Linked DNA regions of Mus musculus: regions 1, 2 and 4 are each linked to region 3. Evidence: chromatin contacts called from public Hi-C data. All regions are on one chromosome and are shown on one strand. The core of a region is the stretch at or near the end of the contact, and the rest is flanking DNA. Distances in the headings are between cores, read along the strand shown.

What was found. A called contact is a pair of places that touch in the nucleus more often than the background predicts.
Region 1: a Hi-C map of CD4 T cells shows a contact between it and region 3, with 5 times the contacts expected there. The contact joins the promoter of Haus6 here to the promoter of Plaa in region 3. A contact is called at or near these places in 1 of 39 promoter capture datasets (pre-B cells) and 1 of 484 Hi-C or Micro-C datasets (CD4 T cells).
Region 2: a contact with region 3 is called in a Hi-C map of regulatory T cells, with 7 times the contacts expected there. The contact joins the promoter of Mtap here to the promoter of Plaa in region 3. A contact is called at or near these places in 1 of 39 promoter capture datasets (pre-B cells) and 2 of 484 Hi-C or Micro-C datasets (CD4 T cells and regulatory T cells).
Region 4: a Hi-C map of regulatory T cells shows a contact between it and region 3, with 8 times the contacts expected there. The contact joins the promoter of Rraga here to the promoter of Plaa in region 3. A contact is called at or near these places in 3 of 484 Hi-C or Micro-C datasets (B cells, CD4 T cells and regulatory T cells).

The regions. Positions count from the first base shown.
Region 1 is chr4:86,609,610-86,615,022 of GRCm38.p6, forward strand. Haus6 (HAUS augmin-like complex, subunit 6) reads right to left here and starts at 2,446. Exons shown (of 17, transcript NM_173400.3): 1 at 2,077-2,446. The coding sequence starts at 2,204.
Region 2 is chr4:89,132,812-89,138,943 of GRCm38.p6, forward strand. Mtap (methylthioadenosine phosphorylase) reads left to right here and starts at 4,559. Exons shown (of 8, transcript NM_024433.2): 1 at 4,559-4,713. The coding sequence starts at 4,681.
Region 3 is chr4:94,600,167-94,605,706 of GRCm38.p6, forward strand. Plaa (phospholipase A2, activating protein) reads right to left here and starts at 3,081. Exons shown (of 14, transcript NM_172695.2): 1 at 2,711-3,081. The coding sequence starts at 2,859. Gm12657 (predicted gene 12657) reads left to right here. Exons shown (of 2, transcript NM_001081019.1): 2 at 1-153. It also overlaps a transcript of Ift74 not described here.
Region 4 is chr4:86,572,152-86,577,749 of GRCm38.p6, forward strand. Rraga (Ras-related GTP binding A) reads left to right here and starts at 3,522. Exons shown (of 1, transcript NM_178376.3): 1 at 3,522-5,134. The coding sequence starts at 3,768. The coding sequence ends at 4,709.

The sequences.
Region 1 (5,413 bases), core at 1,196-3,695, 8.0 Mb before region 3:
GAGAGAGAGAGAGAGAGATTAAAAATAAGATACCTAGGTGCATTAACACAACCATTAGAACTGAAATTATACTGACAAAATACATGCAGGCACAATGGCACACTCCTGCAATCAATCCCAGCACTCCAGAAGCCAAGGCAAGAGGATTATCACAAGCACAAGACCAGCTGGGAGCAGAGTCTCATGCCTTTAGTCCCAGTACCTAGGAAACAGAGGCAAATGGATCTCTCATGAGTCTGAAGCCAACCCAGTCTACATAATGCATTCCAGGACAGCCAGAGAGCTAAATAGTGAGACCCTGTCTTGGAAAAAAAAAAAAAAAAACAAAAATTGAAGAAAAACAAAAAGATAACAATTAAATAGATGGGGGCAACAGATGACGGATCTATCCCCAGATTATTCTTGTCCTTGGTGAGGAACATGAGGAACATAACAGAAACTGTCTCCAGCCCGGTTTCTTTTTTCTTTTCTTTTCTTTTCTTTTCTTTTCTTTTCTTTTCTTTCCTTTTCTTTTCGAGACAGAGTTTCTCTGTAGCCCTGGCTGTCCTGGAACTCACTCTGTAGACCAGGCTAGCCTTGAACTCAGAAATCCACCTGCCTCTGCCTCCCGAGTGCTGGGATTAAAGGCATGCACCGTCATGCCCAGCCAGCCCTGTTTCTGGAAACTTCATCACCCTATTCTGGTAGCATAGTTATGTGAGGGCTGAAATGTAACAGCAGCAAAAGTTTCTGAAAATGCATCAACCAAAAGTTAACATGATATCAACACTTAAGCAAGAGAGGCAAACAGAGCTGGAGGCCATGGTATATAATCATCCATCTCAAAGGAAAAAAATGGGGGAGCATCCTTTAGTATGCAAATTTACTTTCGTCCCTAATAGTAAAATTACATGTATGCCATGGAATTGCTTTAAAATAACATGTATAACCTACTACAAGTGAATGATTGCATACTATCATATACCTACTTAACTGAGGTTGCATAAAAATGTCTAAAGCATCAAAAAACAAAACAAAGTTAATTTAACTAGGGATGGTTGGTGGGACGTTTTAATCCCCAGCACATAAGAGGCAAGGGCAGGCTGGTATCTGAGTTCAAGGCTAGCCTGTCCACAAAAAGAGGTCCAGAAGCCTTGTCTTGAAAAATAAACAAACAAACAAAAACAAAAATCAAACAAAAGACAAAATTCATTGAGACTGGAGAGATGTCTCAGGTTACTAACAGTGTCTGCGCCTCCAAAAAGACACGGGTTCAATTCCCAGAATCCACATGGCAGATCTAAACTGTAACTCCAGTCCCAGAAGATCTGACAACCTCACACAAGACATACAAGCAAGCAAAACAGCAATCTGGAGGAGCAAGGCGATGGAATTAAAATCCCAGCACACCTCCCATTACTACAGAGAGGGGGGTTTTGTCTCAAAATAAAAATAATAGTAGCCGGGCGGTGGTGGCGCACGCCTTTAATCCCAGCACTTGGGAGGCAGAGGCAGACGGATTTCTGAGTTCAAGGCCAGCCTGGTCTACAAAGTGAGTTCCAGGACAGCCAGGGCTATACAGAGAAACCCTGTCTCGAAAAAAAAAAATAGTAATAATGGTGATGATGGTGATATAGTAATAATAGAATCATTCTTTCCATTAAATTATAAGGAGGAAAGGGGGCCTGAAACCGGAAGCTCGTGTCTAAAGTATACAAATATAAACAAAGTATTTCTTTTTGTGATCGCAACCATAACTGAAGTGGCAAAGGAAAGGGTATCGGCTTTTGATTTTCATTCCCACACATTATTATGTTTTTGCTAGCTGTAACATGTTTTAGTTCGGATTCAAAGTTTAAACCCACAGTTAACTACTTATAAGATGTTTGCATATATAGTTCCCCGACGCCTCCCACCAACTACAGACCACGAAGGCAGGGTTAAGCGGGCCCGCCGTTGTGCCTCAACTGCAGAGCACGCCTCTAAAGCGTCCCGCACCCGCATCCCTTACACTGGTGACGACCAGTCCCCCACCACAGGGTTCTGCCGCCAGTGACTGGACGCCAAGGACCGCGCCACCGCCCCAGATCTCCTTACTCTCCAAGGTGCGCGTGCGGCACCATCTTCCCGCCGAACGTGATGCTGGAGCTCGGATCCAAGCCCAGCGCCTGCAGGTACATCCAGAGATGCTGCTTCTCGAAAGCGGAGTCCCGGGCCGAGCTCATGCTTTCCACGGGCAGGGCGACTGTGACGGAGGAAAACGAAGGCACCGAAGCCGTGAGGACCCTTGGACCCCTCCTACAGGCATCCCGGGGTGACGACAACCCCTCTGCGGCGGCCGCCCGCTGCCTCCTCTCCGAGAGCCATCCCACCACAAAAGGCCGAACGCGCCCAGAAAAACAGACAGTGACTGCAGCGCTCCACGCAAACCAAGACTCCCGCGCTTGCGGAAGACTACACTGCGCAGGCGCAGGCGCAGTCCCGACTTCCGGGACTGGTCTTCCTAAGAGGACTCAATCTCCCACCATGCAATGCATCCCTGTCTCCGGGCACATGAAGTCCCTGAGAGAAACTATAAGACCCACAAAGCATTGCGTGACCAGCCAATTGCCCCAAGGTCCGGAAACCGGGTGTTTTCTAGAGCCCTCCCGGCCTTAGTTCCGGATTCTTTGCGTTTTAGGTTTCTGTTGCTCGGGTTGTGATTGCTGTTCAGTAAAAGCTACATTGTAGCTCCTTATAGTGAGTGATGCAGGTGTATGGCCCTAAACAAATCATCTTTTCCTTTATTTTAAGACAGGGTCTTGTCCGGTGGAGGCAGCGGTGTACTCCTTTAATCCCAGTACTCAGAGGAGAAGAACTTTGTTAGTTCGAGAACACTACTGATTTCCGGGACAGCCAGAGCTACACAAAGAAACCCTGTCTCGAAATAAAACAAAGCAAAACCAAAAAGGCAGGATCTTGCTATGTAGCTCTAACTTTATGTAGCGCAGTCTGGCGTCGAAGACTGTACCTGCCTTCCTACTATATGAATTAATGGGCAAGAGTCACAGGGGCCGATGGAGTTGTTCATTGATCACCTCATCTAGAGTGCTTGGCAAAATTTTTATTATCAAATGTTTCTTTGGTCGTGGAGGTTGCAAGTCGAGATTTCTTTTAGCCTCCTCTGGCCTTGAACTCCCTTCCCAAAGGAAGATGACCCTGAATTCCTAATTCTGGAATGCTCTCCATCTTTGTGGGAGGCACCACCAGCCATACTTCAACTTGCTGTACTAGAAATCTGTCTCTCACCGGGCAGCACTTGGGAGGAGAAGACAGGCGGATTTCTGAGTTGCAGGCCAGCCTGGTCTACAGAGTGAGTTCCAGGACAGCCAGAGCTATTCAGAGAAACCCTATCTCGAATAACAACTACAACAAAGTCTGTCTCTCTGCTGAGTGTCAGGAGTCATAATGGGACAAGCATCATCCTGAAGTGGTCTACTTCGGATTATTAGATGACCTGCGACAGGTGCACCCTTATTAAGCAAGGCTGTAAGGAATTCATTTTAGGGAAGATTCCTGCTATTAATATTGCTTTTCCTGTTATTATTAAAAATATATAACAATCACTAAGTAGTAGCACACCCCTTTGGAGCAGATCTCTGCAGATCCATGAAGATGTATTGTCTTGTAGTGATGCCATATAGACAAATAGATGACTTAAGTCATCATGATGATCCTATAAGAATTCCTAAAATTTTATCTGTGATTATTAAGCTCATTTTTACTGGGACTCCTATTAAGTCGTTTTTGATAGTCAAAACTGCAATGAGAACTCGGCCAATTTTCCACATGTTACCAGTTCTTAGATGGTAACCAGATTTTCTCCTATTCAGAGCACATTCCAAGAGGTGATAAAACAATTAACCAAAAGTCATATAAAGGGAACTAATGATTTATTATAGGTGCTAGGACAGAAGATAAAATATTGACTGGGTTTATCTATACAAAACTTCACTAATAACTTAGTTATGGTTTTAAACCTTCAGTGAACCTGTGGAGCTGAGACAGGTGATGGATGTTTAGCCAGAAAATTATTCCTAATGGATACGAATGTAGACATTCTCTATTGTAAACTTCTATTTCAATTTATGATTTGATTTTTTGTGTGAACTTTGTGATCATGTATTCTGAAAGATGTATAGGTACTGAAGACAAATGAGAAAGAAGAATTTTTTAAAGCCTTTCCCCACTTAGACTAGAATTTTTTGCCTTTCCCCCCTTAGAAGAATTTTTCCCTTTTCCTTTTCCCACTTAGGATCTTTTCGCTTTTCCCCTTAGATGGCTTCCATAGGAAACTTTTTACAACTTAGTAATAAATGCTATAATAACTTTTCTAAGTGTCCCTTTTTCTTCCTGTGACTTCTGACTAGCAGGCTGAAAGTTAGAGCCCAGCAGTTCCTGCCGAGATGGAACAAAGGCACATTGTTTAATCCTCTGCTGTTAGGCTACAGTTATTAATCACCTAAACCAGCAGTCTTTTACCCTCAGAAGGACGTTTTAGAAGTTATCATCAGCATTTCAGTACAGTTAGAGAGCTAGAAAGCCCCAAGACCTCAGACTTTAAAGCCATCACCAGAGTCCTACTCTATGACTCCACCACTACACTCTCCAGGCTAGGAGGCTCCCTTCACCTAAGTATACAGCTTCCCCTTCCAGCACCCTGAACTTCTGGCTATTCTTTCTCGAACATCCCTTGTATAACAAGTCCTTCGAGGTAGGGAACTATCATATTTCACATTACCATATCAAGCAGTTATTGCCTCCTGACTTACTAAAAGCACCAGTTCCTGTAAAATTAAGTTCCTGTAGTTTGCAAGGAGGCCATCTGTAAGCTTTCCAAAGCACCAGAGTTCATTCTAAGATCTGACATTGCTCACAGGAAGTTTTGGTGTTTGATTATTATCCACATAGGTGACTTTTTAAATATCCCAGCCTCTCAGTTAACTGACCTTGTTTAAGTCTGTCTTCCATTCTGCTCATGGTATAAAACCCTTTATGTTGTCAATTTTGCTCTAACACTTCCATAATCTCAACCTCCTAACCTTGAAGCCCAACCCCTCCACATCTCATATATTCACACATGAATTTGTGGAACTACACAGATGTACAGGATTCAATTTGCTGGATTTGTTATCCATATAAATATTCAAATTATCCTTTATTTGGACAATGAGGACTTACTCAAATTTCCAAGAAATTGAAGGCTCATTTTGGGCAGTTCCTGTGCAGACCTGAAATCAGCCATTTCTTCCAGAACCCCTGCTTTAGTGAGAAATCATACTTTGTGACCATGACCTGGGCAAAAAGGACATTCATAGTTACTAAAATATGTATTTATATTTTAGTTTATAGAATATATTTAGCTACTTAATACTTGATACTGTTTTGTGACCAG
Region 2 (6,132 bases), core at 3,309-5,808, 5.5 Mb before region 3:
GTATACTCTCTCTCTCTCTCTCTCTCTCTCTCTCTCCATATATATATATATATATAGTCAAGAAGTTACACACCAACAAACCAAATAACCCAATTTTAAAAATAGGGTACAGAATTAAAAAGAGAATTCTCAGTAGGGAACTCTTGAATAGACAAGAAGCACTTAAAGAAGTGCTTAACTTCCTTAGCCATCAGGGAAATGCAAATCGAAACAACTCTGAGGTTCCATCTTACACCCATGAGAATGGCTAAGATCAAAAACTCAAAGGGTAGCACACAGCACATGCTGGTGAGGTGGATCAAGGGAACACTCCTCCAGTGTTGCAAACTTGCACAACCACTTTGAAAATCAATGTGGGGGAAAGAATGAACAAAGGAAATGTGGTACTTCTACACAATAGAATACTACTCAGCTATTAAAAACAAAGACATTACAAAATTTGTAGGCAAATGGATGGAACTAGAAAATATCATCCTGACTGAAGTAACCCAGACCCAAAAATATAACCATGCGCCGGGCATGGTGGCGCACGTCTTTAATCCCAGCATTTGGGAGGCAGAGGCAGGTGGATTTCTGAGTTCAAGGCCAACCTGGTCTACAAAGTGAGTTCCAGGACAGCCAGGGCTACACAGAGAAACCCTGTCTCGAAAAAAACAAACAAACAAACAAATAACCATGATATGTACTCACTTATAAGTGGATATTAACTATAAAGTACAGGATAGGCTACCCATGCTATAATCCACAGACCCAAAGAAGCTAAGAACAAGACGGTTCCAAGAGAGGATTCTTGAAACTCACTCAGAAGTGGAAATAAAATAGATATCAGATGTGGAGGAAGGAAGGGAACTGAATGAGAAAAGGGGAGGGGCTCACGGGTGGGGATCAGGTTTTGAGGGGAGAGGGAATGGAAATAGGTGGGGGGGACAACTCTGGGAAGAGCTAGTGATCTGGAATGGGAAGAACCTAGCTGAGACTCCTAGCAACTGGAGCTATGGAGACTGAAGTGACCACATCCTGTCACCACACAGGACTTCCAGTGGAGGGAGGGGACAGAAACCCATTTACAAAAACTTTGACCCAAAATATGCCCTGACTACAAGATGTGCAGGGATAAAGATGGAGCAGAGTTTGAGGGAATGGCCAACCAATGACTGGCCCAACCTGAGACACATCCCAGGGGAGAGAGCCAGCCCCTGACACTATTAATGATAGTCCGCTATGCTTGCAGACAGGAGCCTAGGAAGGAGTCTTCTGAGAGGCTTCATTTAACAGCTGATGGAAACAGATGCAGAGATTAACAGATAAACGTTAGGTGGAGCTCAGGAAGTCTTGTAGAAGAGTGGAGGAAAGGATTGACGGAGCCAGAGAGGTCAAGGACACCACAAGAAAACCGACAGAATTAACTAACTCAGGCTCATGGAGGCTCACAGAAACTGAACCTCCAACCAAAGAGCAGATGCGCCTAGCTTCTTAGGGACTTGATGTGCCAGGGTGGGGAGATACCCAGAGAGGCCTCCACTCTTTCAGAGGAGAAGAGGGGGGGGAATTGTGAGAGGATGGAGGGGGGATGGGCAGATAAGATCCATCTTATCTCTCGGCCATAAAGCTCCTTGTCTCCTGCATGCTCTGCACTGGGTCCACACTGAGTGGCAGGCTTCCAAAGACCCAAAAGATCCATCAGCTGAGAGGCCTTTAGGGAAGTACTTTCATCCATCAGTATTCTCAGGCTCCTAATTTTTTTTCTATTTTTGTAGTAGATTACGTGTGTGTGTGTGTGTATCTTTGAGCATTCATGGGGAGGTCAAAGAACAATCCATAGAAATTGGTTCTCGTCTCCTGTAGTAGCTTGGTCTTGTTTTTCCTCCAAGCCCCATGTTCCCAGATAAAAGATTTGGACTCAAATATATTTACAAATACCTTGGTCATATAGCTAGGGTCTTGTCTGACTAGATCATAACTTAAATAACCCAATTGTTTTAAACCACATTCTGTCACGTGACTGGTTACCTGTGCTTGGGTAGCATGTGTCTGTCTAGTCACTTCTTCCTGGGCAAACCTCCCTTGCCTGGCTCTATCAAAGAATTCTTTCTGCCTCTGGGATGTCCCACTTTCTATTCTACCATTTCCTATAGGCCATAGGTTTTTTAATTGACAGGTGATACATCCATACAAAACACAAGAAGTTCTCTCTATAGTCTCCTCATTGGGCTCTGACATCAGGCTGGGCAGCGAACTCCTTTACCTACTGAGCCAGCTCACTACCACATCCTAACCTAATATTTTTGTATCACTTCTGCCATTATGTTTAGTTTTTAGGTTTCTGAGACAGTATCCCACTATGTTTCTCAGGCTGGCCTCAAAGTTACAATCCTCCTGCCTCTGTCTTCTATATGCTAAAATCACAGCCTTACGCCACCACACCCAGCTTTCCATTGTATTTTATAACCTAAAATGATTGTAACAGAAGAAATGTTTATATCTTGAGAAAACTTAGACACAGAGTGGATAATGGCGACGAATGGGTCTACACAGCATCAGGCAGCATCCACACCAACAGAAGGTGGAGATTCATTAAATGGAGGTGTACGGGTATTGCTTTACTACTGACATAAACACCAGCTCTCACACCAAAGACAGTCTGAGAACTTGTTTTGGACCCAAGCATGAGTGGCCAGGGCAGGGAACACAGATTTAGTTCAACCCAAATTATGTTCCAGGACAGTAACAGTTTCACCAAGTTGTCATAGGAACGGAACAACGACAACAACAAAAGTCACACAGGAAAACACTTTGAATGTATTCCTGAAAACATCACACAGGTGACTTATAGGGAAGGATAGAGTGTAGGCTGCAGATGCTACCGATGAGGCTCGCCTTTGGGATTGGTGGGAGCTAGCTTTGTACACTCCAAAAGATTTACCCAATAGGCACAAGGACAATAAGGCACACAGAAAGGCAGATAGTAAGTACCACTTAGTGGGGCAAGACAGGGCAAGGTAGGCTCTGGGCCAGAAACTTTCCAACTCTCCACAAGCCTGATTAGTTCATCGGCCTCGTCGAATGCGAGTCGAGGGTACCTTTTCTCTGGGAACTTTCAGTTAACACTGCTGAGAAGAAGAAAACAGAATCTCCTTCCTTGGCTCCTTCCCAACCACAGAGAAATTTGTAGCTTTTTCTATATCTCGGGGGACCACCCTTAAGATAGCTGTCACCCAGGGCTGGCGAGATGGCTCAGCTGTTAAGAGTACTGTCTGCTCTTCCAAAGGTCCTGAGTTCAAATCCCAGCAACCACATGGTGGCTTACAACCATCCGTAATGAGATCTGATGCCCTCTTCTAGTGCATCTGACGACAGCTACAGTGTACTTAGATATAGTAATAAATAAACCTTAAAAAATGATAGCTGTCACCCAGGGTTGGAGAGATGGCTCAGGGGTTAAGAGCACTTGTAGAGGTAAATTCGGTTTCCAGAATCTATATCAGGCAGTTCACAGTTGCCTGTTACTCCAGCTTCAGGCTGGGTTCTGGACAAACACACACACACACACACACACACACAAACACAAACACACCTGCAGGTATTTGTGTGTGCATACATATAAATAATGAAATAAACTAAGAAAAAAAAAAAGATAGCTGCTGCCCAGCATTTTGTTTGGCGCAGCTTGTACCATCAAAGGCTATAATGAATTGTCCTAGTAGAGAAGGGATAGGGCCTCTCAGAGAGAGTATCCAGGGGAAAGGTCGCTGGGGTCAGAGTGGGTCTTGCTGGTATTGCATCACAGAGACACAGGTCCTGACCTGAATCCTGCTGTACCGTATGCTGCCCTGGCATAGAAAGTTTTGTTTTAATTTTTGCTTATTTTATTGGAGTGAGGATTGAAGCTAGTGTCTCCTTGGATGCTAGATAAACACTTTAGTGCTGAGCTAAATACCAAGCCCTCTGTTTATTTTTGAGATAGACTCTTAATATTGCTCAAGATGGTCTTGAACTCACTCTGTAACCAAGTAAGACTTTGAACTTGCCATACTGCTTGCTGACCAGACTTCATGAGTGAGTGGGATTACAAATCTGCATCACTAGCCATTGTATAAAGGAATTTTAAAAATGCCCCTTGCTGGTAGCATCAGGCTGGGTGTTGGGGAGGGTCCTGCCTCCTTAAAAGCTCCCCGCCAAACAGAAGCTAAATAAACCAGTTTGTAAATCAGAGCTGTGGGGGGCGGGAATCTCAAGCTAGCACTCTTCAGTTTCCCTCCGCCCTCCCCAAAGCCCAGGAATGCGGCAGGCCCTGATTTTACAGCCCTGGCCACCGGGGCAGCCAAGTCGCCGCAGAACTGGCAGTAATGCGCTACCTCACCATGTTCTTGTGAAACAGTTAAAAGACAAAGTGACAAGCACATCCTAAGTGGCTTTTCTATCTTGATCATAGACTCGCCATCAGGCTGCACAGTAACAACAGAAGCCCCGAGAAGCCGAAAACTCTGCAAGAGGGACGGGAGGCGGGAACCTGATTTGAGGAGGAGGGTGGAGGAGAACAGCCAATCCCGCGCTCCCCGGGAGGAAGAGGAGGAGCCAGAGCCCGTGGGTCCCCGCACTGCTCACTCCCGCGCCACGCCGGCCCCGCAGTCTCCTCCCGGTCCCACGCTGCGGCCCGCTGTGGACTTCCCTGGTGCAGACATGGCCTCGGGCTCCGCCTGCACGGCGGTGAAGGTGAGATCACCCTACAAGCTGTGAATGGGCCAGCCCTGCAGGGTTCCTTCTCGAGCCTCCAGGCTGTGTCCCCAGCCGGAGCGCCCCCCACCCACCGCTCAGCAGGGAGGGGACAGGGCGCGCGGCACCCAGCGCCACCCCGATGTCCCCAGCCTTTGAACTCATCTGCATTCCGGGCCCGAGCGGTGGTAACCGGGGCTCTGATGGGGAGTGGGGTAATAGAAGGGGGAGCGGGATGATGGAGGGGACTGCGCCCCGCTGCCACCCTCTTTTAGTACCACTCCCCCCCAGGCGGGAGCTGGCGCGTGGCTCAGCTCCTGCGGCTGCTGCGTCGGTCCCTCTAGTCTTACGGGACTTAAGCTTCCGCTACTTTGACTAGGCCCACGTGGGAGAGCTGGCACTTGCTCTTTTGCATGCTTCGGCTTCATTTCCCCCTCCAAACTTAGATTTCCTTTTGCTTTGTTTTACCTCGGCAGCGCAGAGCTGAGGGAGCTCTGAGACTTTTTAAATACTGAAACAGAGCGCGGACCGCTCTCAGACTGGAGGCCTCTGTCTTATAAACCGCTTTCCAACCTTGAAAGTTAGAGTTATTTTCTTAGGCCTTAGGTCCCCAGAGATCTGGACACAAGGGACTCTTGTGCGCCGGGAACAGCTGGCCAGATGAGAGCATGAGTTCTGAGAGTTGGAGTGAGCCTCCCTTGGGGAGTTTTAAACACATCCTGATTGATGGGTAGAGAGTGGAATAACGGAGCCCAGGAAACACTGGTGTTTAAGTCCTTTCTAGGCTGTTTATTATTAGCCAAGAACGCAGTTAATTTGATTCAGTTTAGGAATTTCTGACCCATGCTACAGGAAGTGCACAGTTTTCTTCAGGCATCCTTTTGATTGCCTGCAGTGCCGTTTGATGCCCTTGCAAGAGGCCCATCTCTGCATTTAGCCTTCAGCGTGCCAGGGCATTGTATACTGGGGCCCTGCAGGGCTTCATGAACCACTCAGGGTGAGGTTGCTGCATTCGGTCATAGGGGCCAACTTTTTCTTTTCTCCATTTTGAAAAGGATTATTTACATTTATAGAAAGCCATGGTTCCAGTCAGCAGGAACGGGGCAGAAAGGGTCTTCATGTGCAAGGTACAGTAGGTACTTATTTATAAAGTGGAGATTTTAACATATTGTGGGCTGGAAATTTCACTGAGGTAGAGGCCTGTGATTTGAAGATAGATCTATTTGTCATCTCTGTCCCACAATGTGAGTAAAACCAAATAGCTAGAACTTCACACTTAATCAGTCCAGTCAGGATAATACTATCTGTGCAAGGACCAGCATATCTCAACAGAAAGAATTTGCTTTAATCTGGTTAGCCTTCTGCCCAACACACAGTTTCCCTGCAAAATGAATGTGGTCCACTTAAGAGCAGAAAGAG
Region 3 (5,540 bases), core at 1,831-4,330:
ATAGCATTTTTATCACACAGTAGATTCCATCCATTCACTATACTTTTCTGAGTTGTCCTACATACAAGTACATGTTTTTAATGTTGTCTGTCTTCTGTGCTGTTCCTGTAAGTTTGCTATTAAAATACATTAAACTATATATATATAAAAAGATAAATACATAGAAAACTCAGTAAATGGAAACCAAACCAGAGGGCGAAAAATAGTAATAAACACTGATTTAGTCAAGCTAAGCAAAGGTGAGCATACAAAAAAAGACAGACTAAATGGGGGTGGGCAGAAAATAGGTAACACTAATTTCAAATGTTCCCTAGCAGAAACAGATAATTCCTTAAAAAAAAAAAATCAACACATAAATATTGCAACACTGCAATTTACATTGACATAGGAATAAAACACAAAATGAGCAGTTAGATAAAAACATTGCCTCTGAGAAAAGGAAATCTGGGATGGGAGAGAAAAGAAATTGGCTTTCCTAGCTAACCCCATAGAACCGTCTTGATTTAGGATCCCAGGTGCTCAGTGTTAACCAGAGGGAGACACTTTCGAACTAGCAGAGTCAAGAAAGATAAAATGTAAGGTCATAAATTTTAAATTGTATCTCCAAATATGGGTAGCTTTCAAGAGGCCAATCAATACAAAGACAAAGATGCTGAAGCCATACCTCATCTCTCGCACCCAGAAGTCTGTGACAGAGTAATGGAGTCAGATTTAGTGTGATGCCAGTTTAGAGAGGTCTGAAGCCGTGTGAAACCACAGCAGGCTGCTGGTCTAGTTCATAAGACCACGTTTTCTCTGCTAAGCTGTACCTTTTGTTTTTTTCAGTGGACTTTGGCTAAAATCTAGCTGTTAAGTCCACCCTAAAACCCATCTTTTTACCTCCTAAATTCTCCCACCACTCTCTTGGTTCATCAACTACAAAAACAGGCATCCTTTAGAATAGGTACTCCTTAAACCAATGTTTTCATCCTTTTAGAAAGATATATGCTTCTACTGGACTTAGTTTCATTTGTTGGCCACTGAATTTAGGGTCTTACGTAGGCCAAGCAGTGAGCTACGTGCTATACCCCAATATTTCTGAAGTTTATTTAATGAGAACAAGGACTGTTTTAGAGGTACAATTTTCACCAATAATTATAATTATTCCTAGTTTTATTAAGCGGTTTAGGATATTAGACTCTGAATAGTTGGAAGAGACTATGTGAGGCCATATCCAATTCAACACAGCGGTTGGCTCTTGAACATTCTTACTCTACTCTACCATCCTCCAGTGGCTGCACTGCAAAAGCCATCAAACAAATCTACTTCCATGCTTTGCCTTTAGACTTTTCTTTATTCTTTTTTTTTAAGATTTATTTATTTATTATATGTAAGTACCCTGTAGCTATCCTCAGACAGCCCAGAAGAGGGCATCAGATCTCATTACGGATGGTTGTGAGCCACCTTGTGGTTTGCTGGGATTTGAACTCAGGACCTTTGGAAGAGCAGTCAGTGCTCTTAACGGCTGAGACAACTCTCCAGTCCCCAATTCAAGTGTTTTTCCATATAAACACTACAACCTGGCTTCTGCTAGCCTTCAGGACCTGCACTCACGGCATACTATGTCTTCTGCCTCTCTGGAACGTAGCTCTCCAACTACAGTTTTTCCACTTTAAAGTTCCCCCAGTCCACCCTTCAAGATCAGCTTACTCAATCTAATAAGAGATATCCGCTTCAACACACACACAGGAGAAACACCTCCAAGAAAAAAAAAAGGTTCCTACTAATATCTTTCCGGTCTAACTCTATATTCTCACGAGAGAATATAATAAAGTTCTGTAAACAGAGAGCACCTGTCCTCCTGTCAGTGATGTCTTTCTCCCCAGGAAATACATATATATGTATCTCATCATCTAAATTCAATTTACCTTCCCAAAATCACTAGCCTGTTTGCTGTCATAAAATTTTCGACTAATCAGGGCTTTAAACGCAACCTCTGATATTGATTTGGGCTGGATTTTAACTTTTTGGTTATTTTATTTATTTATTTATTTTTGGTGGTGGTGGAGTGTGTGTGGGTGGGTGGGTGGGTGGGTGGGGGGGAATTGAAGGCAGAACTTCAAAGCAATGATAATTTTTCCTCCTCGAAAAAACAGAACATTCCTACACAACGATAACATTTGAGGAGGTTCATCCTCTCCTCCCCAAACAGACTATAACTTGGACAACCAAGAGAGGACACCATGTGTAATTCTCTGTAAAGCAATTACTGAGAATTATAGTCTTCAAAAATTTAAATCTGAGGGATGACTACAGAGCAACTCCTAAGATCGGAGCCCGAGGGGCAAGCCAGAAGTTTTCATCGAGCCGAAACTGGGAGGGCGCAAGCAGCAATAAATACTAAAGACTAAAAGAAACCTAAGGGGTTATCTGCCAAAGCTGAAGGCCCTTAAGGTGTTTTAAGATGCTCGTCCAAGGTCAAGTCGCCCGTTAGTGGTCAAGTTAGGACAGCCAGCCAGGTCCTCCAATCCTATCCATACTCATTCCCCCGAAATCTTGTCGGTTTCACAGACAGCGCCCGAAAAGCCAAAGCTCGGGACTCGGCAGGGAGGCAGGAGCAGCGCGGACACCAGGAAGAGGGAGAGATTCAGGGCAGGGAAGGAGGGTCACTCCTCCCACGTGTCTGCAAGCCTGTGGTCCACCCGCGGGCGGCGGGACTAGCAGCGCTCACCTGTCTGGAGCCCAGAGGCGGGTGGTCCGATCCCGGGACACAGACACAAAGGCTCCCGGCGGGTAGAGGCAGCACACCAGGCCCCTCACGTCCAGTTCGTGGCCCGGGAGCGAGCAGCTCAGCCGGTATCTGGAGGCGCCGCTCGCCATGGCCAGCGTGGATCCGGAGCCCGGCCCCCGGGCACAGCGCGAGACTCGTCCACAGGCCCGAGCCGGCGTGCGCCAGGCTGCGGCCCGAGACCCGCCTGCAGGAGAGGGGCGCCGGAGACCGGAAGAGCCAGTCAGCCGGTGCGGAAGGACCGCGGGGGAAGGGGCGCGCCGAGCCGCCTGAGTGACACAGCAACCCTAACACACACGCCGGAATTCATCATCCGCCGCGGCCCGCGGTGACGCAGAGTGTGTGCGTCGGGCTGCTGAGCATCACGGACCGGGCCCTCTATCCTTCTGCGCCCTGGATCGCCGGCCGAAGAAGGGACGGTGAGATCAGGAAATTCTGCGTAGGCGCCGGAGGTCTGGGTCCGGTCGGAACCCGGTCCATTTCAGAGAACAACCGAAAATCTGTAGTAGTTGGAGGAGGGTAAATCGGAACTACAAATCCCACAATGCCGAGCGTCCCGAGTGACTCGCCGGCGCGCTGAATCCGGATGTTTTAAATCTAGGTGCTCGTTTGACTACTCTGAGTAGTAGAGCAAAATTGCTTGTTTGCCTTACGCCACGATTTGTTTGCCCATTTTCTGCTTGATTCTGGAGAGTCTCCCAAGATTTTCATCAGTTAATTGTTTTTTTTTTCATTTAAGATGACTGAATCTGAAGCCAAAGTGGGAACTTTTAATGAACTTGCCTTCACCTCAAGCTACCCCCTATAATACCAGATTTTGCAGAATGATCGGGTGCCCATTCTCCCCTAACGTGACCACTGTTTGCCCGAGGTTTGGCGCAGAAGGTCTAAGGTGAAGCAGAAAATGCCTTTAATTATTTAAAAGGTCTTACGGTAGCTCGGGCTAGCCTAAAACTCGTGGTTCCTTGCTCCAGTCTCTGAACTCTGAAATTACAGGTGAGAATATATATTTTTAGCCAAACCCCGATGGTGTAGGTAGGAGTCTCACTACATTGCATTGAGATTGTCAGTCTACATTGTAGTAAAGTTAGCTTTCCGTATTGTAGCACGGCATCCATCACACCACAAACCTTTGTTAAGTTGCCAAATCCAATTTGTGTGTTTTTCTTCACTCTTCTTAAAACTTTCATTCTAGGCTTGAAATCACTATTCCTCTGTGTGTGTGTGTGTTTCTCTTGACTTTAGCTCTGAAATGTATTATTCCACTTTGTTCGGTAACCCCAATAGCTTTTCGTTATTTATTTTTTTATGTCGATTTATTTCATGAATGTAGGTATACTGTCGCTGCCTTCAGACACACCAGAAAGTGGCATCGGGTGCCCATTCCAGATGGTTGTGAACCACCATGTGGTTTCTGGAAATTGAATTCAGGACCTCTGGAAGAGCAGCCAGTGCTCTTAACCACTGAGTAATCTCTCCAGCCCCAACAGCTTTTCGTTCTTGAGAATACACTGTTGTATAAGGCCTTCCCCATTTCCCTAATTTATTTTGCTAAGGTCTTTTCCCTTAGGTGTGTGTCTGCCTCAGCCATATTGAATTTGCCATCTTTCTCTGAACATACCATGTTTGAAGTTGTTGTTTCTAGATTCCTAAAACAAACAAAAACTAGTGCTATGAGAGGCTGATGCAGGAGGATCATGAGAATGAAGCATAGCCTATCTAATGAGGTCTAGGTCATTCTGGCTACAGGAAGAATTCCTATCTTAAGAAAACACACCACCCACCCACCCCCACACACAAACAGACCATACACCACAAATGTCTCACCCGAATTAACATACCACACACCCATTTACATACATCACACACACCACACACATATACACATACCCCTCAACAAGCACACACACATACACACACAATTAGTCTGTAATCTTTTCTCCATCTGTCACAGTTCAATACTGTATATCTTCTGGACCCTCCTAGTTCCTCTTTAGACTAATACAGTTTTATTATTGCCTCTTTAGTGTTCATGGTGTCGTGACATATTTGTATAGCAATCATTTCTGCAAGATTAAATTTTCTTAGGACATTTCACTCTTTTTTCAATGTTTTTATAGTTGCTGTTGCTTTGTTTTTGTTTTCCTTTTAGTTTTTATTATGTTTAGTCTCTTTGTGTGTATATTTGTACGTGAGTGTGTGTGTTTGTGCATGCACCAGGATATACATACAGAGAGGCCAAAGGACAAACTTACAAAAAGAGGTTCTCTTTTTCTACTACATCATTCCTGAGGTTATAACTCATGTCCTCAGGCTTGGTGGGGTGGCAAGCAGCTTTACCCACTCAGACATCTCAACAACCCAGGTAAGTTTTATTAAACAGTCTCACATTGGCCTTGGCTATGAGAGCAGTTGATTGGGACACATTGTCAGCTATCCAGTGGCCCATGGGCATATGTTGGTCACACATGATAGATGCTGATATACCTCATGTCTGTAGGTGTGTTGAGCTTTTATCATTCTAGAAGTAGAACCAAGGGTTCACATGAACATGGTAAGCATACACTACTACGCTGTATTTCCAACCCTCTTCATGTCTAAAGGGAAAAGAAATTTGGAGTTACGGAAAATATTAAGTGGCTGTAAGCAGTTTTTGTAAAAAGTAAGTTTGAAAAGCATACAATGCTGGGACAAACTTTGGCTGACTCAAAGAACAAACCTCAGTTTGTGGGTTATTCTCTAAGGGACAGCCGTTTGTGACAAAAATATGTCC
Region 4 (5,598 bases), core at 2,272-4,771, 8.0 Mb before region 3:
TTATTTTAGTGGGATCTTTTTCTTACCATCTTTCTTTACCCCAATCCCTTCCAACCCCCCAACTAGAAAACAAAAATCCTCACTACAATTAGTATTCCTCATTCCTCTAGAGGAGTCAAGTTTGGTTTCCAGCACCTAGCTAAGGTGGCTCTCCACTGCCTGTAACCTTGGTTCAGAATTCAGTGCCTTCTCTGATGCACAAGTGGTGTACACTCACACAGATGGACAGGCAGACACACACACACACACACACACACACACACACACACATCTGACAAAATTAAAACACTAAATGTTCAGAACAAAGGCTATTGAACTTTCAGATCTGTGCTTACTTGGGAGTACATGTCAAACTCAGGAAGCTAAAAAGGGCCATGTAGGGGTGAGGGCTCTTCATGGGTGAGGGTATATAGAATACATACAATAGGAAAATAGAGGGGGGAGAATACTGGAGGCTAAAACTTTAAGCAGTGATTGGGTCGGGGTACAGCATGAGGGAGGAGTTTGTTAACCAAAACAAAGGATCTAAGGAAAGCATTTATGAAGACCCACTATGTGTAGGCTAATTAAAATGTGCGTGTAACTTTAAACACAGGTACCCAGCATGGGTAGTCAAAACTTCCCCCAGAAGATGTGTGTTATTAAACAAAAACTCAGTTCCAGACCTGGGATCAGGGTCAGAAAGGCCCCAGAGGCTCCCCAAACAACACTGGTGATTGCGGTTGCTCTTGGTTACTGACCATAACTAGATAGTAAGACACTATTGCTCGAGACAGAATATATTTTGGTTGCAGAGCATAAAGACATCAAACTAGGGGCAGGGGAGGGGGCATCGAGCTGGAACAGACCTAAAGCCTTCCTCCCTGCTGGCGAGTTTTCGTGTGCCAGAGGGTACTAACTAAGCAGACTGCAGGGGAAGTCGTCAGTGATACTACCCAGTGGTGAACCCTGAAGGCTATAACACCAACCTGCCATGCCCACTGGTACAATAGCAACACAAAGGTTATGAGGTAACCAACTGCTTTTGCATTGGATCTGAAGCCTGTTGCAAAGGAGAGAATTCATGTCTGGTACTGTAAACTTGAGGAACCTACAAGTTATCTTGCTAAATGGGCATGCCCAACTCCCTTCTAAATATTTATGTTTACATATAGATTAGTTCTGTCCTCAGCCTCAACCAGAGCAGATTCTCTGTAGTGGGCAGCAATTAGTGCAGAGACTCATAACTGGTCAAAGAACTGAGAGTGACTACTGAATGGCCAGCCCTAAGTAAGACATCTATTTCAACATACATGCACGTGCACATGCACACGCACACACACTAACTAAATAATGCATAAAAGGGAGCAATGGCTTGTAAATGTATCTTTTCTACTCCTATTGTCATCCCCAAGGCTTACTGTCTCTGTCTGCTAACCTAGGCCAGGTCCTAGAAGCTTCTAGCTTCCATACAATCTAATCTAGGGCTAGAATGTTTCCTGCCTGTGAGACTTACTGCTGAATAAGCTCACCTTTTCCTGTTCTGATCTCTGGCTGGCTGGTCAACTCAGCTGTTCTGGCTCAAACTCCTCTCCAAACTGACTGATTCAATCTGGCTTCTCTCTCTCGGCCTTTTCTTAATTGCTCTGCTTGGCCTCATACTGATTTTGGCAATCTGTTCTAATCTTCTGACTCCTTCTCAGTCTCTGGCTCCTCTGCCTTCCCCTGTGTTTAGCTTGCTCTCTCTTTTCAACCTTTTCTCTTTGTAACTGTCCTGGTAGATTCTCTCTTTCTCTCTCTCTCTCTCTCTCTCTCTCTCTGTGTGTGTGTGTGTGTGTGTGTGTGTGCTGCTATTGGTTATGTAACCTCTTTCCCCTCTCCTCTTGAGAGCTGGGTGTAGCCTATTCTGTCAAATCTTTCTCTGATTTGTTACTTTGTCTGCCACTCAATTAGACATAACTTTCAAACAAGGTGCTTTCTTCTACAAACTAACTTTACCTTCACTGTTTGGGATTAAAAGTGTGTTCTAAGGGCATATCTGTATTCTAACCAGAGGAATTAAAGGTGTGTGCTATGACTGAGCCACATCACAACTAGAAATCGTTTTTTTGTTTTTGTTTGTCTTTTAGTAAACAATACACTCTCAGGGTTCAGTGTGATCAAATATCCTGCAACAATGATTACTTTTAAATTGTCTTTTTTTATGTATATGAGTACACTGTAGCTACACAGATGCTTGTGAGCCTTCATGTGGTTGTTAGGAATTGAATTCTGGACCTCTGCTCACTCCAGCCCAGAGATTTATTATTATAGATAAGTACACTGTTGCTGTCTTCAGACACACCAGAAGAGGGCATCAGATCTCATTACGGGGTGGTTGTGAGCCACTATGTGGTTACTGGGATTAGAACTCAGGACCTTCAGAAGAGCAGTCAGTGCTCTTACCCGCTTAGCCATCTTGCCAGCCCACTTTTGAATTTTCTTGCATATTGTAAACATTATTTATGTAAATTCATATTTTGCCTGTGTGTCTATGCATCATATGCATGCAGTGCCCACAGAGGTTGAAAGAAGGCATCATCCCCTGGACTGAAGTTACAGTTTCAAGGAGTCACAGTGGTGCTGGGAAGCAAACCCAGGTTCTCTGGAAGAGCAGTGTGTGTGTGTGTGTGTGTGTGTGTGTGTGCACCATATCTGTGCGGGAGACCATGGCTTAAATGATAAGCTATGTCTCTAGCCCCAACATCCAATTTTTGAATGAATAAGTGAGAAAATGTCTTCATTGGTACAGTGTAGTATACAACCTGGAAAGGGCTTTACAATAAGGATGCAGTGTCCTAATTTAGGAATATGACGTGCCCTGGTAATTCTACTGACTCAGCCTCAACTTACTGGATGACACTGCTTATCTCTTCTTAAAGGCTTGAGGCCATGTGGCCTATGGCTAAGTGAGCAGACCTTCTAAGGCACTCAGACTCGTTAACCCCCTCAGGTTTGAAAACAGTTGTTCACACGGTAACCGTGAGGACGAAGCTATTGCATGGTGTTCCATATTACCCTCTACTCGAGTTTTGGATTCTAATTACACATTCTCAAGCTGAGGTAAAAAGAACAAGGAATCAGGATGTCTCCCTGGTAAGGAACTGCCTAGCCCTGGGCAATTAGTTTTTCGAAATCTCTTTCTGCTGGTTTTCATTTGTCATCCCCGCTCCTCTACCTGCCTGATTGTCAAGCCTACAGCACTATTATCTCTCTGAGGTGATAATGGCAGTGGGCGTGTGAGGACTTTTGGCCACGCGGGGGCAGCATTCTCCCTCCCAGGTTCACTCGACCCCTTCTGCAAAGACCCAGGGCAACCCAAGCAGAACAAAACCCCAGCGTGGGCTCGCCCTTTCATTTTAACTCGCTGTGCGCTAGATTGCAATGGAAGAAGCAGTTTCTTAGAATTCCAAGGGTCTCAAAGGAGTAGCCGACGTTCTCGCGATGTCGCCACCGGAAGTGGGTGGCGGCAGGCCCTCGGAGTTCTCGCGAGATGCCGGCGGGAAGTGGGTGGCGGCCGGGCCGAAGCTGATCACATCACTGGTCTGCTCTCGCTAGCTCGGAGCGGCTGTGGCCATTGCCTCGGGCGCTGTTTTCTGAGACCTCGCCTCGCCGCGGTCTTTCCTGCCCCCAGCTCGCGTGCACGGCCTCCGCTGCCGGTCGGTGCTCGGTGTCCCGCCGTCCCCATCCTTGGTCGGTCCGCCGTTAGGCCGTGCCTCAGGCCCAGTCCGTGGCGACGCCGGCAGGTGATGCCCAATACAGCCATGAAGAAAAAGGTGCTGTTGATGGGAAAGAGCGGGTCGGGGAAGACCAGCATGAGGTCGATCATCTTTGCAAATTATATTGCGCGCGACACTAGGCGCCTGGGTGCCACCATCGACGTGGAGCACTCCCACGTCCGATTCTTGGGGAACCTGGTGCTGAACCTGTGGGACTGTGGCGGCCAGGACACCTTTATGGAAAATTACTTCACCAGCCAGCGGGACAACATCTTCCGTAATGTGGAGGTTCTGATATACGTGTTTGACGTAGAGAGCCGCGAACTGGAAAAAGATATGCATTATTACCAATCGTGTCTGGAAGCCATCCTCCAGAATTCACCTGACGCCAAAATCTTCTGCCTGGTGCACAAAATGGATCTGGTTCAGGAAGATCAACGTGACCTGATTTTTAAAGAGCGAGAGGAAGACCTGAGGCGTTTGTCTCGCCCGCTGGAGTGCGCTTGTTTTCGAACGTCCATCTGGGATGAGACGCTCTACAAAGCCTGGTCCAGCATCGTCTATCAGCTGATCCCCAACGTTCAGCAGCTGGAGATGAACCTAAGGAATTTTGCCCAGATTATTGAGGCTGATGAAGTTCTGCTGTTCGAGAGAGCTACGTTCTTGGTGATTTCCCACTACCAGTGCAAAGAGCAGCGAGATGTGCACCGCTTTGAGAAGATCAGCAACATCATCAAGCAGTTTAAGCTGAGCTGCAGTAAATTGGCCGCTTCTTTCCAGAGCATGGAAGTGAGGAATTCTAACTTCGCTGCCTTCATCGACATCTTTACATCAAACACGTACGTGATGGTGGTCATGTCAGATCCATCCATCCCTTCTGCAGCTACTCTGATCAACATTCGTAATGCCAGGAAACACTTTGAGAAGCTAGAAAGAGTAGATGGGCCCAAGCACAGCCTCCTCATGCGTTGAAATAATGCCAAATGCTCTTTAGTAAAATGCTGAATTACGGTGTTTTTTTTTTTTTTGCATCATTTGTCTTTAATATTCATAATGTCATGTGCTTAAAAGTGAGCTTGAAACGTGTGCTTACTATCTCATCTCTTCCCTAGTCTTAGTATTGGACGCTATTTACTCAGCTATCAAGTAGAGATCTTCAAGACGGCCTTTATGAAAAGTTAGTGTGGTGTTAACACTAAAGTAGGTGGGGTGTGGGTGGGTGTGTGTGTATGTGTGTGTGTTCTGGTTACCTGGTTATAATAGAGTATTAAAGCAGTTATCTTCTGTATTATCAGATCACAAAGGTGGAATGTTACTATTTTATCAGCAAGATATTAAAATGTATTTCTAAATCCTCCTTGGTTTCAATCATGAATAAACTTATTAGCAATTTAAAATGTTGTTTGAAATAATTTGCAGGTACTTTATAGATTCTGATTATCCTCAAGTATCATTTAGCTGGCAAATTGGCAATGCTTGGTAGCAGATGTAGTAGTGGTAAAGACTCAAGGGGCTGGAATAGTGACTCTGGTTAACAGCACTATCTGCTTTTCCAGATACCTGGGTTTAATTCCTAGCATCCACATGACAGTTCACAACCATGTGTAATTCCAGTCCTAGGGAATCCAACACCCTCTGGCCTCTACAAACACCAGGCACACAGCTGGTGCAAGCAGAACATCCATCCACATTTAAAAAGTTTAAAACTAATTCAAGGACTAGATATTTATATAATGTAGCTCAACTGGTATATAGCTTGCCACGAATTCACAAGATCTGGGATCCACCACCAGAGGCACATAAAAGCCTGGTGCTAGTGGTGCATGCCTGTAATCCCAGGTGAAGGCAGTATTGGGTGTTT